2 separate regions of the Mus musculus genome follow, and region 2 is linked to region 1. A link is a contact called in public Hi-C data. All regions are on one chromosome and are shown on one strand. The core of a region is the stretch at or near the end of the contact, and the rest is flanking DNA. Distances in the headings are between cores, read along the strand shown. Region 1 has its middle 220 kb from the start of Grxcr1. Region 2 has its middle 250 kb from the start of Gm23605.

Region 1 (3,163 bases), core at 42-2,541:
TCCTAAGCCATAGACAATTTTAGCAGGGAAAAATATGGCTTTTGACAGAATTCTTATCAACTGAAGCATGAGAGGTATGCTATTTGTACATTTTGGGAGCTTCACAATATCAAATCTTACTCACTTGGTTGCTCTTCATTCTCTCTCTCGACACATTCCCAGACCTCACAGCTGCCTCCTCCTGGCTTTGAAAAGAGTGCTAACTTCTCAGGAGCAAGATCTAGGCCTGAAACTCTTGTCTGTTCCATGCAAGTTTTATGGAAGTAAAATGGAACTTGGTGAGCACTTTAAATCTAATTCTTCATCGGGGAAAGTCTGGGGACATCAGAGATCCATGCTATGGAATGGCTACAAGTCAATGAAGACAAAGCACAGAATATGCACAGACTCTCCTCCTGTGATGGAAGTTGGGCATAGTGCATCTTTAGAAAGCCTCAGCCTGTCATCTTTTTAAGGTTAATGTGGAAATTTATATATCTAAACATACATATCAGTTTTGCATATCATGATTGCTGCTATTGTAAGAAAAACTGCATGTTATTAGTACTACTAATTACCCAAGATATTTAAATATTTACAAAATTGCCTGAAGAGTTCAAATAATCAGTAAATATTGCTCACATTGAGAAGGAAAAAAGGGTTTTCCTGAAATTTTACTATAGGGAAATATTATTTTGAAACAAGTAAAATTTCACTAATAGTTGAATTGAAAGTTAGTTCTCAGGAAATCACAAAGTAACAAGTAAAGAGTTTAGGAAACAATCTAGAAACCATCTCTTCCACCCAGAATAACTTTCCCTAAAACAAACAAACAAAAAACGAAAACAAAACAAAGAAACTTTCAGGTGGCATACATTAGTGATTTAGTGTAGTCCCAAACTGTCTTTCCATGTGTTTAACCTCACTTCTCAATGACCCCTAATGGAAGGTTCTAAAAGACCTTCACTATACTAGTAAAGTCACAGAAACTACAAAAACTCAATTGACTCACACTCTGCTTTGAACTCTGGAGCTGAAATAAGATAAAGAGATGATGGGATTTCAAAGTTAGCACTGAGAGAATAGAGCTCATTTACTTGACTGACTTGAAAATTCAAAGCGCCACCTTTCCACAAGAATCTTGCACCCTGCTTCAATTTGCCTACACATCTAAAAAGTCATTTATTCAGACTGCTCAGCTGCTGAACACTCAGGTATTAATTACTAAAGTAGCAATTGCCCGATCCAGTAAACCACTGTAAGTTGTTGAGCCCTGCTGAGACACAGATGGACAAACTGTATGTGGTAGCAGAGTGAGTTTTACTGAGGTCAACAAGAAATCATATATCAGCAAGGTCTTAGACCTGAGAAGGGCCAGTGTTAATTGAGGCTAGTCCCACTGGAAATAAGAGGGCTAAGTGGCCTACCATATACCCTTAGAACATTAATTTAGTTTAAGGTCACAGAATTAAATGATTCACAACTGCTCTCTCAATTCCCCTTGGTATTTGTTCAGTCGCTGTTGCGTAATTAAGTGATTTAGAACTTTTTCCTCCTTCTTTCTCTCTGTGAATTATTTGTACCAGATTGTAAACTTGCTGTCAGTTCTCAGGCTTAGAGACCCAGCATTCTATTCGCTTCAGGGTTCCCTTTGGGGCTAAAAGTCAAGCCATAAGCTAAAGTCTAAATGAAATAAAATGTTTCTTTGTAAACAAATCACTGCTAAAAATTTGGAAGTCAGTGGGTTCAATTTAAAAATCATCTAAAACACACTAAACATAATGTTCTTATTTTAATTATGTCTAAGTTGGGGCACAGGAAGAGGTATTAATTGAAAATCAGTGTGCATAAGTGTACCAGAGCCACAGAGGACAGAGCTATCAAATCACCTAGAGCATTACAGGATGCTGACAGCTACTGCACACAGAGGAACTGACCCTGTGTCCTTGTAAGAGAGTAAGCATCCCTAACCACGAAGCCATCTTTCCAGCCCTAATTAAAATATTTGTAAATTAAAATTAACAGATAATTCAGAATTTATAGGATCTTTAGATGGTTGCTGTGCACATATTCCCAAAAGGGAAGTTCACTATACCATATTTTTCTCCTGGGTTCATAACTGCATTATCAAAGTCATGAAATGGCTTTGCCAACGTCACACAGTGACCGGACTTGAAGGTAGCTCAGATACGGAGTCCTACCCAAAGTTTAACATGAGGAACATATATACTAACATTAGGAAACGTGTTAGAAATTCAGATTCCCAGGCCCTCCTCCATTATGCTAAATCATATCCACGTTGTACAAGACACACTGATCTGTAGCAGAGTATCAATTTTCTTAGTGATCTGTTGGCAAAACAATGTAGCCGTCGGTTGAATTAATCTAGAACATAACCAAAATCTAGGAAAACTGAAGAAAGCATTTTAATCCTATGCTGGATAATTTCAATTACAGCTTTTTGTTGTTAGCTTCTGTAGAAGTAATTCATGAATGCTTTCATGATTAAAATGATATGTGTGTGTGTGTGTGTGTGTGTGTGTGTGTGTGTGTGTGTGTGTGTGTGTGTGTGTGTGTATACATATACGTAGAGGGTTATGTACCTAGTTTTCTACAGAACTGCCCATTCCCTGGGAAAACAGAAAAACTCTAGCCCAGTTATTTCTCAACACGCATACGGAGTGTCATTAAAAGCACACTAGCGCCACCTGCTGAAGCAGTTGAAGGAAAGTTAGCAAAGCGTTCTGCACTTGGATGCATTCCAACCAGGTATTTTCATTAAAATTTTAGTGCTGAGTAATCAGTTTTTCCGAGTCCTGACTCCTCTCCAACTTTGAGCAATTCGAGCAACATAATTCTTATGTTTATGATACTCTAAGAGTATCTTCATCTTGCCTCGCTATACCACAGGGGAAAGAGTTTAAAACCTGCTTCAACATAAAATACCCTATACCTAGAGTAAGTGCACTAGCACAGGTTTGCAATTGTGAAGACTATTATTTCAGTCTATGCCAAAGCTGAACTAGAATCAATGTGAGAGACACACCTAGTAGTCAGTGAACAAGATGTAATAAGTATATTCAAAGCACAGGTTCTCAAGGCCTGGTGGATACTACCACAGTTGGTCTGCTTGTAAGAAAGAAAGCACTCTTTGTGGTATTTTTAGCCTAAAAAGAGATAATAT
Region 2 (2,849 bases), core at 231-2,730, 560 kb before region 1:
ACTACAGCCCCTGGCTTCTAAGATTAAGTGGACCTTAGGTGGAGCTGTTTGTTGTTGTTGTTGTTTAAATTTATTTATTTTTTATTAGATAGTTTCTTTATAGGCATTTCAAATGCTATCCCGAAAGTTCCCTATACCCTCCCCCCACTCTGCTCCCCTACCCACCCACTCCCACTTCTTGGCCCTGGCATTCCCTTGTACTGGAGCATATAAAGTTTGCAATACCAAGGGGCCTCTCTTCCCAGTGATGGCCGACTAGGCCATCTTCTGCTACATATGCAGCTAGAGACATGAGCTCTGGGGGTACTGGCTAGTTCATATTGTTGTTCCACCTATAGGGTTGCAGACCCCTTCAGCTCCTTGGGTGCTTTCTCTAGCTTCTCCATTGGGGGCCCTGTGTTCCATCTTATGGAGCTGTTTGTGATCCCAGTTGTTAACACTGAATTTTATCCCAGTTGGTTCCTGCCAGTCCTTCCCTGTTTGCATTCCTCTGTTTTGCATAAGAATCCAGTAATCTCTTTGCACCTTGCCGGTATGTTACAAAACTTCCCTATTTTCTTCTGTATAAAAAGTTTGATACTCAATTTAACAAATTACACACAGACACAGCATACTCCCTTGTGTCCTGTCTGTTTGTCATCCCATTTTCACCGACTCTATGCCCATCTTTCTGAGACCCTAATTCCCACAGATTGAGGGGGGCCGACTGAGCCCGGTCCATGGCACATGAGTATCTTTCTGGAAATAATTTCAAAATATCCTGTTCCATATGTATCCTTATAATGCAGAATAATGCCAAGAAGTTGAAGGACTAGGATGTAACTTGCCAAACACATCTTGCCTTAAGCAGTTCAAATGAAAGACTACTGTTTAGAATTCTATAATTGTATTATAAAACCCATGGTGACCACTGAATCAATGGATAGATGTCACTTTGAAGGAAAGCATGAGCAAAAAAATGTTATTCTTTTTCTGCACATGTGTGTTTATGATATACATCATAATTAGTAATTAGTGTCATTGGTTTAAAAATACTGCTTTAAAATCCATTTCTTATATTGTCTATACACACTTTGTTGCTTTTTCTACGTATTAATAATTAAAATAAGAAAATAATACTAAAGCAGTACAGGATTCTAGTGTTAATATGTTAATATCTAGGAACTAAGCATATCTTAAACTCTCCTTCTACTGCTCTGAATGGAATTTGCTGAGGTTAGTGAAAATTTACAGATTGAAAGATGGGAAAACATACCGTTTACTGACATGTGTATGTCCAAGAGCCATACGAAATCTGAATGACTTGCAAAGAAGGGGCCATATGGACTCTGTCTGCACTTGAGGGGAGAAACAAGAACAGAGTGTTTTCAACTCTGAAGGATTTTCTGAAACCTTTCATTACTTCTAATTCAGAAGTACTCACCATGCCAAAGCACCATGCTGGGAGTTATGGATTTCTAAGACTTAACAGCAAAATGTAATGAAAAGTGCAGGGCTTCTCCATCTACAGTCTGTCTGCCTGGCACAGTCTCCCTCCTCACCAGTTTCCTGTGCCAGAGAGGCACATTTGTCACCCGTGATGATCCCACCCTGGCACATCACCTTTGCTCCAAATGTGAAGTTCATTTGCTGTTGTACATTCTATGTGTTTTGATGAATGTATAATGACTTTGTGCACCACTGTCGTATCATATAGAATAGTTTCACTGCCACAAACTCCACCTATTAATCCATTATGTCCTAATCCCTGGCAATCAACAAACTCCTTACTGATTTCTCAGTTTTATATTTTCCAAACCATCATAGAGTGAAATCGTGTAGTATATACTATTTTTACATATCTATTTCTTTCACCTAATACCATGCATTTAAATTCATTTCTGAACTTGTTTACAGCTCAATACGTGTATCTTTTTAGCATACAGAAACTTACTCTACCTAGGCAAAACCACACAGTTTATTTTTACAATTACTTACCAAAATTCATTTTGATTGCCTAAAAGTTAGCACAGTTTTAAATGCTATTTCTTTAAATCGCTGTGAATAGTTTTCTATGTGAAATACATTCATTTATATTTCACTTGTTTGTGTAAGTATTAAAGGGTAGAATTACTAGATGACATGGTAAGAACTGGTCATATGTTTATCTCATAAACTGTGTTTTAGTCTTGCTGTCTTAGAGCTGTATCCCAGTTTGTCACAAATGCAATTCCTTTTGCTTCACATCCTTGTCAGCATTTATTGCTGTCAGTCTTTGATGTTTAGCCATTCTAATAAAGAGATAATAGTGATTCATTAGTATTTTAATTCTGGTTAACCTATTTGCTAAAGTTTTACTGAATTTAGTTTCAGCTATACAATTTTTTAATTTACATTTCAAATGTTGCCCCATTCCCGGTCTCCCCTCTGTAACCCCCCAATCACATCCCGCACCCTTTGTCTCTAAGAAGGTACTGTGCTACCAATCCACCCACTCCCGCCTCACCCTCCTAGCATCTTGCTTTGCTGGGCCAACAAGCCTCCACAGGACCAAGAGCTTCCCCTTCCATCGATGCCAGACAAAGCAGTCCTCTGCTATATATGTAGCAGGAGGCCCGGACCAGCCCATGTATACTCTATGGTTGGTAGTTTATTCCCTGAAAGCTCTGAGTGATCTGGTGAGTTGATATTGTTGTTGCTCTTATGGGAATGCAATCCCCTTCAGCTCCTTCAATTCTTCCCTATCTCTTTTATTTGGATGCCCTGGATCAGCCCAGTGGTTGTTTGTGACTATTTGAATCTGTCTTAGTCAGGTACTAGAAGAGCCTCTCAGAGAACAGCTCTACCAGGCTTCTGTCTGCAAGCAGTTC

Evidence for each region. A called contact is a pair of places that touch in the nucleus more often than the background predicts.
Region 2: a Hi-C map of cerebellum shows a contact between it and region 1, with 2.1 times the contacts expected there. The contact joins two enhancer-like sites. A contact is called at or near these places in 3 of 484 Hi-C or Micro-C datasets (cerebellar granule neurons, cerebellum and embryonic stem cells).

Annotation. Positions count from the first base shown.
Region 1 is chr5:68,252,404-68,255,566 of GRCm38.p6, reverse strand. No RefSeq gene overlaps it. Among named protein-coding and RNA genes, the nearest start is that of Grxcr1, 220 kb to the right of the region's middle. Within about 2 kb of position 1,291, at least 2 of the 459 cell types and tissues checked have an H3K27ac peak or open chromatin away from gene starts, as enhancers often do. A contact at or near this core is called in cerebellum, where this site is marked.
Region 2 is chr5:68,812,087-68,814,935 of GRCm38.p6, reverse strand. No RefSeq gene overlaps it. Among named protein-coding and RNA genes, the nearest start is that of Gm23605, 250 kb to the right of the region's middle. Within about 2 kb of position 1,480, at least 1 of the 459 cell types and tissues checked has an H3K27ac peak or open chromatin away from gene starts, as enhancers often do. A contact at or near this core is called in cerebellum, where this site is marked.